Regions from separate parts of the Mus musculus genome. Here regions 1 and 3 are each linked to region 2. The links are chromatin contacts, called in public HiChIP or PLAC-seq and promoter capture Hi-C maps. All regions are on one chromosome and are shown on one strand. Each heading gives the region's core, a stretch centred on a gene start, on an enhancer-like site or on the middle of the called end of the contact. The rest is flanking DNA. Distances are from core to core; before and after follow the strand shown.

Region 1 (2,719 bases), core at 212-2,711, 600 kb after region 2:
ACACGGCCTCTACATTCAAAAGCCGGAGATCAAGGAATTGTTTAAGTTTAAAACAGTTACAAACATCTAAACACCAAAAACGATCACAAGGAACTCCAAGAGGGCACTGGCTAAGCCTTGGTACTGACACTTTTGGATGCAGCTGCTGTTTCCTGGAAGAAAGTATGGGAACAATCTCATTGGTTTGTGGACACCTTAACATTTATGCTTCCCTGGCTAAAAAGATGCAACATTATCCATTTGACAACACTTAAAGAATCAATACATTATACTGAGGCCTGTCTAAATAACAACACAGACCTCATGAAATGGTTTTGATAACTTTAAATGCATGTGTCCTGGGACATACACTGCTTGGAAGGGCAAGCAGATGGCTTGAAGAAATCTTGGTTAAATGTGACAGGGGAAGAACATAAAATGGTTGCTAAGATGTTCTAAAAGCAAGAGAGTTCCACTCACAGAATTTTTCCCAATAGTTTTTTATACCTACTAAAAAAGTACCCTTCAGCAGTTCTAGATTCTATGTGTAGATGCTACATATAAACGTATAAGTAACCTAGGATCTTATATGTATGTAAACCTACTGTATCTAGCACGAAACTTTCAGTTTTTAAACAGTCTTCAATAGTTAACAGATCTGGGGGCCTGGGGGTGGAACTTAGAAGTGGAACCCTTGCTAAGCATGTGAAAGGCCCTGTGTTCTAACACTGCTAAGAAAGAAAGAGAGAGAGAGAGAGAGAGAGAGAGAGAGGGAGGGAGGGAGGGAGGGAGGGAGGGAGGGAGGAAGAAAGAAAGAAAGAAAGAAAGAAAGAAAGAAAGAAAGAAAGAAAGAAAGAAAGAAAGAAAGAAAGAAAGAAAGAAAGAAAGAAAGTAGCAATGGGCATTGAGCAGGTACAAGTTTTCCTCATTTCCCCTACCACAGTAAACCAGCAATTAGTTCATCTTCAGATTCTCCTACAGTGTCTTGAGCTAGTTAGTGTCTTAAGACATCCAGCTGTAGAGACTAGGATCCTGGAGTCCTATTTATGGCTTCAAGAACCCATAGCAAGCTGGAATCTCTATTTGTAGGGTAGGTTCAGGAGGTAAGGAAGAGGACAAGGAAGATTTGAAACACAGAACTTTAATCATCACAAGTCAAAGAGCCCGGACATCGGCTTCTTTCATCTCTTGTGTCCCGATACTTACACATCCCGGAACTACTCTGAAGGTGGAAAAAGTGGGAAAAGAGGCGCGGACCCCCCCCCCCCCCCAACCCGGCCTGCACACTGTCCAGTTCTAGGCTACATCCAGCAACCAAGTCTTCAGGCGCTCGGCGCTCCGCCCACTCCCCGCCCCCCTCCTGAGGCCCGGCCTCACAGCACGCGCTGCCGGCCGCCGCCCCGCCCCGCCCCCACGTGACAACCCCACCCTCCGTAATCGCTCCGATTGGCTCTTGGGCAGCAGAGGGCGGAGTCTGTGTCGAAGTACAGTGTCCCAGACGCGGCTGCACTTTTCAAACCTCAACTGTAAGAAGCGTCGGTCAGCGTCTGTGCGGTCGCCGCCGGGAGTCGCCTCACAGGGGCCTGGCTGACGGCGACCAGCCGTTGTGGGGAAGAGTGCGAGGTGAGCCCGTGTAGCCGTGGCCCGGTCGGAGGGAGGGCAGAACCCGCGACGGCGCGGAGCTGCGGCGGAGCGGTCGGTGTGGGGGCGCGGGGACCCTGCGGCGAGCCCGAAGGCCAGAGCCGGCGTCCCTGAGCGCGGCCATGCCCGATAGCCTCCGCGGCGTCTCGACGTGGTCCTCCGGGTGGCTCCGGGGCTCGCGTGCTGTGGGCGCGGGACGCCTTCACGTCGGGGCGGGTGGACGCGTCCGGCCAGCAGCCTGGGAGAAACTTTGCGGTCATCGCGTGGGCCGCTGTCAGTCCCGGCGTGGGGAGCCACAGCTGTTTCCGTGACTTTTTGGCTTTAAAGCAGTGGGAATTCTTCTGTACTTGTGACCCATCCTCAGACTAGACAGCCACATCATGGCCACGGTCTGGATCTTTATCCCGACTCGGCCTTACCGTGGGAAAAGCGCTTAATTTGGCTTCACTCTCGGGATATAGATGAGTGGAGACAAAGTTGAAAGAAACTTCACGGCCGGCCGGCTGGTGGCTAGTGGCCGTGGCTGTGCTGGGACTAGAGAAGCGCTGGCTTCAGCTTGCAAGTTGGAATTAAGAAATACTTCTGAAAGCCTAGGAATTTCAACCATAATCATTAGCTTGCAGTGTGACATTCACTGAGGGTTTGGCTGACGTCATGTTTACATACATGGTACCGATAACACCGAACCTCGCCGGCAGGTTTGATACCGTGTGGACTTTTTAAGTGTTCAAGACTGGGAGAGAGGCTGTGCCTTGAGCAGCAAGGTCTGCAGAGGTAACGAGGCAAGTGGAGGCATATGTAACATGGAATTTAGAACTCCAGGAGCACAGTTTTATTATGGAGAGATATAAACTCCTTTCTCATTGGTACAGTCTTCACAGTGAGATGCCCAGAAATGGTTTTCAACAACTTCATAAAAATTGAATCACAGTGCCTTAAAATTGTGTATATTAAAAAACACTAGTCCATGGAAATCGTGACCAAATTTTAGACCTGTCTTTTCACCTAATCTTTTTGATATTAATTTAATTTTTTGGTAGTTTTAATATTTCAAGTAATTGGTTTTTTTGAGATACACATACATTTTAGATAATTTTCT
Region 2 (2,785 bases), core at 20-2,519:
GTGGATTGTGCAGGATGCACAGAGCAGTTAAGGATAAATCTTTGCTCCTTGTTTGAACAGGTGGAAGGCAGCTGTCTTTTTTAATGAGTTAATTTGATCATAACCAATTGTAATCTTTATTCATGCCATATGAAGGATGGCATGAAGAATCTTAAGGATTTCATAGTCAACAAAATTTATTGTCTAATTTTAGCTGAAGTTTTGGCTAAAGACATTTTTATGTCTAAACCAGTTACTGAGCTGTTCCCATGTATAGGAATCAGCAAATCAGTTACCCGTCCTGCTTGATGTTTTCAAATTTTTCTTTTTTGTAGCCAAGAACTTCAGGAGATCTTTCTGTCATATTTGATCCATATCACTTTGGAAGCGGTCCAAAGCCTTTTCTTTTCTATTAACACAAATACAGAGCCTCTCTCCCAAAATAACATGTCCTTGGTTCAGGATCCCAAACTTATAACCACATGCATTTTGATAAATAAAACAATTCAAAGCAACTAAAGCAATCTAAGCAAATATTATTATCTATTGAGATAGTGTTCCCCCACAATTTCCTGCCCTGATCTACATGAGATCAAGGCCTAAATTATTCATATGTATACTTAAAATTCTCTCTTCTATGGAAATTAGTATCTCTGTGGATATGTATGTCCCATTTCTCTTTATAATACTTAAATTAACATAAGTTTCTACTGTCTGAGATAAGATTTCTCTACTTCTCTTCCCCTGCTCTTGACCTACCATTTAAGATCAAAAGCCTCAATTTATTTATTAACTTTCTATACTTTCCTATGTATTCAGCTTCAATTAAATTCCCTTCTACTTACTGTATAAGCCTATTTCCAGACTCTAAATTTGTCAAACCAGGCTAAGCAGTCCCAGAAATTCCATGTAGACCATATTGAGATCCCTAATGCTGCCCTGGCATAGACCTTTTCAAATTTCTTCTAATGCACTTTTCTCATTTATTCTATTCTATTGAGATTAGTATCTCTGTGGATCTATCTATCTATCTATCTATCTATCTATCTATCTATCTATCTATCTCTTGAATTAACATTCTTTCCTTTGTGTTTAACTTTAAGTTGCCTTTTAATACTTAAAAAACCGCTTAAACATTACCATTGTACTTTAATCTATCCTTAAAAACAATTAAATTACATTCCACTCATCTTTATCTTTTGATTACCTGCTTGTTGAAGGAGAGCAGTCTCTATTGTCTGCCTTCCTCTCCCTTCTGAGCAGCCTGTCTGTTTGCACAGCAGGGGCTCCCAGCTCCTGAGAGTTCATACTCTCTGAGCCAGCCAGAGGCCTTTGCTAAGGGTGGGTGGGTGCTGTGTGCCTTTGTTCTAGTTCCAAGGCTTGTGCAGCTTGGGGAAGACCCATGTGACTCAGCTGAGAAACCAATTCTCCCTCCCTCCTAAACTCAAGTCACACAGTGATTGTTTTCCATTCAGTATCTCCAATTTTTAAAAGCAAGTTCTTGCCCCAGGTTGGTACTCCGTCTTGTATTTTCTTATGTGCATTAAATAACAGTACATTTAGAGTTAAGCTTAATAATTTCATTGTTTTAATACATCAACTTTTAATATTATATATATGATATGCATGTCAGAAGTGCTGGATAGCACCAGGGAAACATGAGGACTGATGATATGAATTCACAGTGACTGTAGCATGCACAAGACTTATGCAAGTTAAAAACCAGACAGAATCCCAGTACTGAGAAGAGGAAGTGGATATAAAGTCCCACCTCTAACTGAGACACTCTGCAGTTAATACCTGCTGGGAAGGGAAAGTCAGTGTTTCCAGTGGGCTATTGTTGGGAATATTAACCATAGTCTAAGGCAGGCCCCATGCCCAGAAGTAATTGGGCAACACAAAATGAACCCCATTTTTCTTATCTTGTATGCACTCGTTCTTTTAGTATATTTTGTCTTTTTTTTTAAAAAAAATTAAAAATTAAAAAGTTTTAGTTTTTGTTTTTAGAGCAAGAAAGAAAAAGGTCATAGAGTTGGTGGAAAGGGAATGGGGAGGATCTGGGAGGAGATGGGGGAGGAGGAGGAATGATAAGAATATAGTGTGAAAAAATTCATTAAAAAACTTAAAAAGATTATGTATGGCTACACATACATGTATATGTAATATGTATAATTTCAGGTAAAAAAAATAGGATCCCTTAAGGCAGAATAAAAAACCGTGGTGTTATTTGCTCCCTATCCTTTTCCTTCTGTATAGCTCTTCCCTCCTCCTTTGCAGTGGGAGCCCCTCCCCACTATTCTACCATATCTTCATTATCATCATACATTTTGGACAGGACTCATAATTTGAGCTGGATCTGACCGGAAGGTGTTGGCTAGTCATGTCACTCAGGCCACTCCCTTTGTAAATTTTGTGTATTTTGTAAACCCACAAGGCAAGAAAGTGGACACCTCCCCTTCCCTGAGAAGGTCTATCAGCCAGGCCCCTCCTCAGGACCTCCCTAATTGTCATAATGGCACTTCCAACTTCTGTAACTGTCACAGAGGTCATCTCCAGCCCCTTAATAGGACCCTCCCCTGATTATGATAATTTTAGGTGAAAAGTCTGAACAGGAAAACTCACCAATCCCTGAGCACTGCCAAACTCGGACTTGAAACCCCACAAATCGTCACTCTGGAAATCTCTGCCCTAGAAAGTCTTGCCCACTAAGAAACCTTATATAAAGGCTATGTCTGCTCAGTTCCTAGCTGTCTACTCCCAGTAGAAGAGGCAACTACCCCTCAATTCATCCCTCCACACCCTGGAC
Region 3 (2,700 bases), core at 2-2,501, 520 kb after region 2:
TTTTGTCTGTTTGTTTTGTTTTTCGAGACAGGGTTTCTCTATGTAGTCTTGGTTGTCCTGGAACTCACTCTATAGACCAGGCTGGCCTCGAACTCAGAAATCCACCTGCCTCTGCCTCCCAAGTACTGGGATTAAAGGTGTGCGCCACCACACCCAGTTTAAGGTTTTTGTTGTTGTTTAAAAAAAAAAAAAAGACCTTTCTCATGTTTGACATCAACCCTCAACTATAGGCAAATTAGAAATAAAATGCTTTTGCAGGATCCAGTGGCTGGGAAACTGCCCTGGAGGTCTCCATAGGATCAACACCCCTCAGGCAATGCTTTGTTTATCCCTGAGGGCTAAACAATGCCACAGGGCAGTGTTTTGTTTGCTTTCTTGCTATTTTCTTTTTCTTGAGACAGGGCTTTTCTGTATAGACCTGTCTGTACAGGAACTCACTCTGTAGACCAGACTCAGAGGTCTAGCCTGCCTCTGCCTCCCTGTGCTGGGATTGAAGGAGCCCACCATCGTGGCCAGGCTTGTGTGTTTTCTTTTTTTGTTTGTTTTTTGTTTTCTGAGACAGGGTTTCTCTGTATAGTCCTGGCTGTCCTGGAACTCACTTTGTAGACCAGGCTGGGCTTGTGTGTTTTCTATGTTGGTCTTGACCTTGACTCTCTCTCTCTCTCTCTCTCTCTCTCTCTCTCTCTCTCTCTCTCTCTGTTGTCCTATATCTTGCTGAAAAGCCCTTTCCATTTTTGTTGCTATGAAAGCAAGATTCCAAAGGATTCAATTACTCCCCATCTTTTGACTCTTAAGACCTTTGAGGAGGGTGTGTCACTTCTCAATCTAGCAGGTGACTGACCCTTTTAACTGACCTGTACTGAATTAGTTCTAGAAAGAGTATAGCCTGCCAGATAGTCAGGAACACTATTGATCTGCTAGTGCAAGAATAAGATGTTTCTATAAAAATAAAGTATAGAAAAACAAAAGTCATATGTTTTTGAAAGGCGGGCAGAAGTAGAAACAGGGAACAAACAACCTCTGACAGTAGAGACTTTTAATGTGTGGGGGTGGGGGGTGGGGGGTTGGTAAAAGTCTCTAGAGGAGAATCCCTAAGGATGGAAAGTCTGCCTTATGCACCGAAGTCAGTATAGGGCAGAAGGGGAGACTGGGGAGGAGTCTGAAATCAGCCATTACAGGGAGCAAAGGATGAAAGCTGAGTATTAAGAAAAAGAATGTCTTGTGGTGGGTAAACATCCCTGGGCAGCCATTGTCAGGTGTCAGCAGGGGGAGAGGCGGGATTAGGAAAATATGTCTGGAATGAGGATTGCTGTAGTCTCACTGCCCAGAAACCAAAAGGGAAAAGCTTTTTAAAATGGCATGGCCTTGGCTACAAGTCTCAATCTTCTTCTCTCCTTAGTTAAACAGTCTTTAGATGGTAAGTCTTAAATATCTTAGTTAATTATAGCTAACTACCACAGTCTATCTGAGTTTCTTATATGTAAAACGATCTCACAAATAAAGAGCAAGATTGCTTCCTCACCTGCTTGGGGAAATAAGTATGTTCACTGAAACTAAAGGGCCTTTGAAGAAGTTGGAAAATTTACTCACACATAGTGATTCTACAGTTATGGCATGTTGTACATTTAGGTCTTGACTGTCATTTCATTTATTAAATGTATTTATTAATAGTATGCAATGAAGCAATATACTATCTGTCTTTAATAAATAATATTTACTACTTATTGGAAGTGGGGGGTTGTCTATTCACATTCTAAGTTCTTCTGTATTTTACTTTAAGTTTATTTCAGTCAAAGGCTTAAGAGTGTGCTTGCCACATACTAAGTGAATCTGTGTCTCCTTGGTGTTTTATATTTTAAAGAAGAGAATTAGTTCTGGTAAAAATGTACTTGGTTATCTGTACACTAAGGTGTGAGAGAGTCTGTGTAGCTTTAGGATATGATTCAAATCACATTAAACCCATGTAAAGATATTTTTCTATTGCTATTATAAAATATAAAAAATGTAAATGACTTGAATTTGTTATTGATTATTCATTTCCTATATACTCTCAATAACTGATTTGATTTAAAATGTACTTTTATCAGGTTTATCGAGTGATTAGTAAATTCAGACATATGAAATAGGAAGTAATTAGTAAATTTGGATGTATAAAAAGTTTTAAAGTTGTATAGCAAAAGATGCAGGGCTTGATGAAGAGGTCAGGGTGGATTGGGTGGGTGTGTGCTTTGACTGAACAAATCTGACTTTGTATATGTACTGTATTCACACTATGAAACTCACAGGTACAGGGGATACCATGTAGAGAACATTCTTGGTGCCATTGGTAATAAAAAGCAGGAAGTTGGGGAAAGACATAGGGATAATAAACTAGTATATTCATAGAATGGCCTGATATACAGCCACCTAAACCTTTATGTATCCACACAGATATCAGACTACAATAATATTTTTGATTGAGGATGTAGGTAAAATTCAAGCATAATAAATACTTACAGACAACATTTAGCAATGTTTATGACAAAACTATGTTTTATCTGTGCACGGATGTTTCTGAGTATGAAACTATGGAAGGAAACTACCTGTTAAATCACAATGGAAGAAAACAAGAAAGCCCTCATAGAATCCTACCTCCTCCTCACTGTGGAAGCAGCTTACTTGGCCTCATTGGCTAACGTATATCCTCTGTTCCATGTCTTT

The links. Promoter capture Hi-C pulls out the DNA fragments that hold promoters and counts their contacts. HiChIP or PLAC-seq counts read pairs in DNA pulled down with a chosen protein or histone mark.
Region 1: a contact with region 2 is called in a promoter capture Hi-C map of embryonic stem cells, with 2.7 times the contacts expected there. The contact joins the promoter of Stk17b here to the enhancer-like site in region 2. A contact is called at or near these places in 8 of 39 promoter capture datasets (the 3T3-L1 cell line, 3T3-L1-derived adipocytes, embryonic stem cells and 2 more) and 4 of 115 datasets of contacts at active chromatin or transcription factors (acute myeloid leukemia, embryonic stem cells, large pre-B cells and 1 more).
Region 3: a contact with region 2 is called in an H3K27ac HiChIP or PLAC-seq map of embryonic stem cells, with 2.0 times the contacts expected there. The contact joins two enhancer-like sites. A contact is called at or near these places in 2 of 115 datasets of contacts at active chromatin or transcription factors (cardiomyocytes and embryonic stem cells).

Annotation. Positions count from the first base shown.
Region 1 is chr1:53,783,957-53,786,675 of GRCm38.p6, reverse strand. Stk17b (serine/threonine kinase 17b (apoptosis-inducing)) reads left to right here and starts at 1,461. Exons shown (of 8, transcript NM_133810.3): 1 at 1,461-1,602.
Region 2 is chr1:54,382,930-54,385,714 of GRCm38.p6, reverse strand. No RefSeq gene overlaps it. Among named protein-coding and RNA genes, the nearest start is that of Gtf3c3, 55 kb to the left of the region's middle. Within about 2 kb of position 1,269, at least 3 of the 459 cell types and tissues checked have an H3K27ac peak or open chromatin away from gene starts, as enhancers often do. A contact at or near this core is called in embryonic stem cells, where this site is marked.
Region 3 is chr1:53,865,157-53,867,856 of GRCm38.p6, reverse strand. All of the region lies in intron 18 of Hecw2 (HECT, C2 and WW domain containing E3 ubiquitin protein ligase 2), which reads left to right. Among named protein-coding and RNA genes, the nearest start is that of Mir7681, 17 kb to the right of the region's middle. Within about 2 kb of position 1,251, at least 28 of the 459 cell types and tissues checked have an H3K27ac peak or open chromatin away from gene starts, as enhancers often do. A contact at or near this core is called in embryonic stem cells, where this site is marked.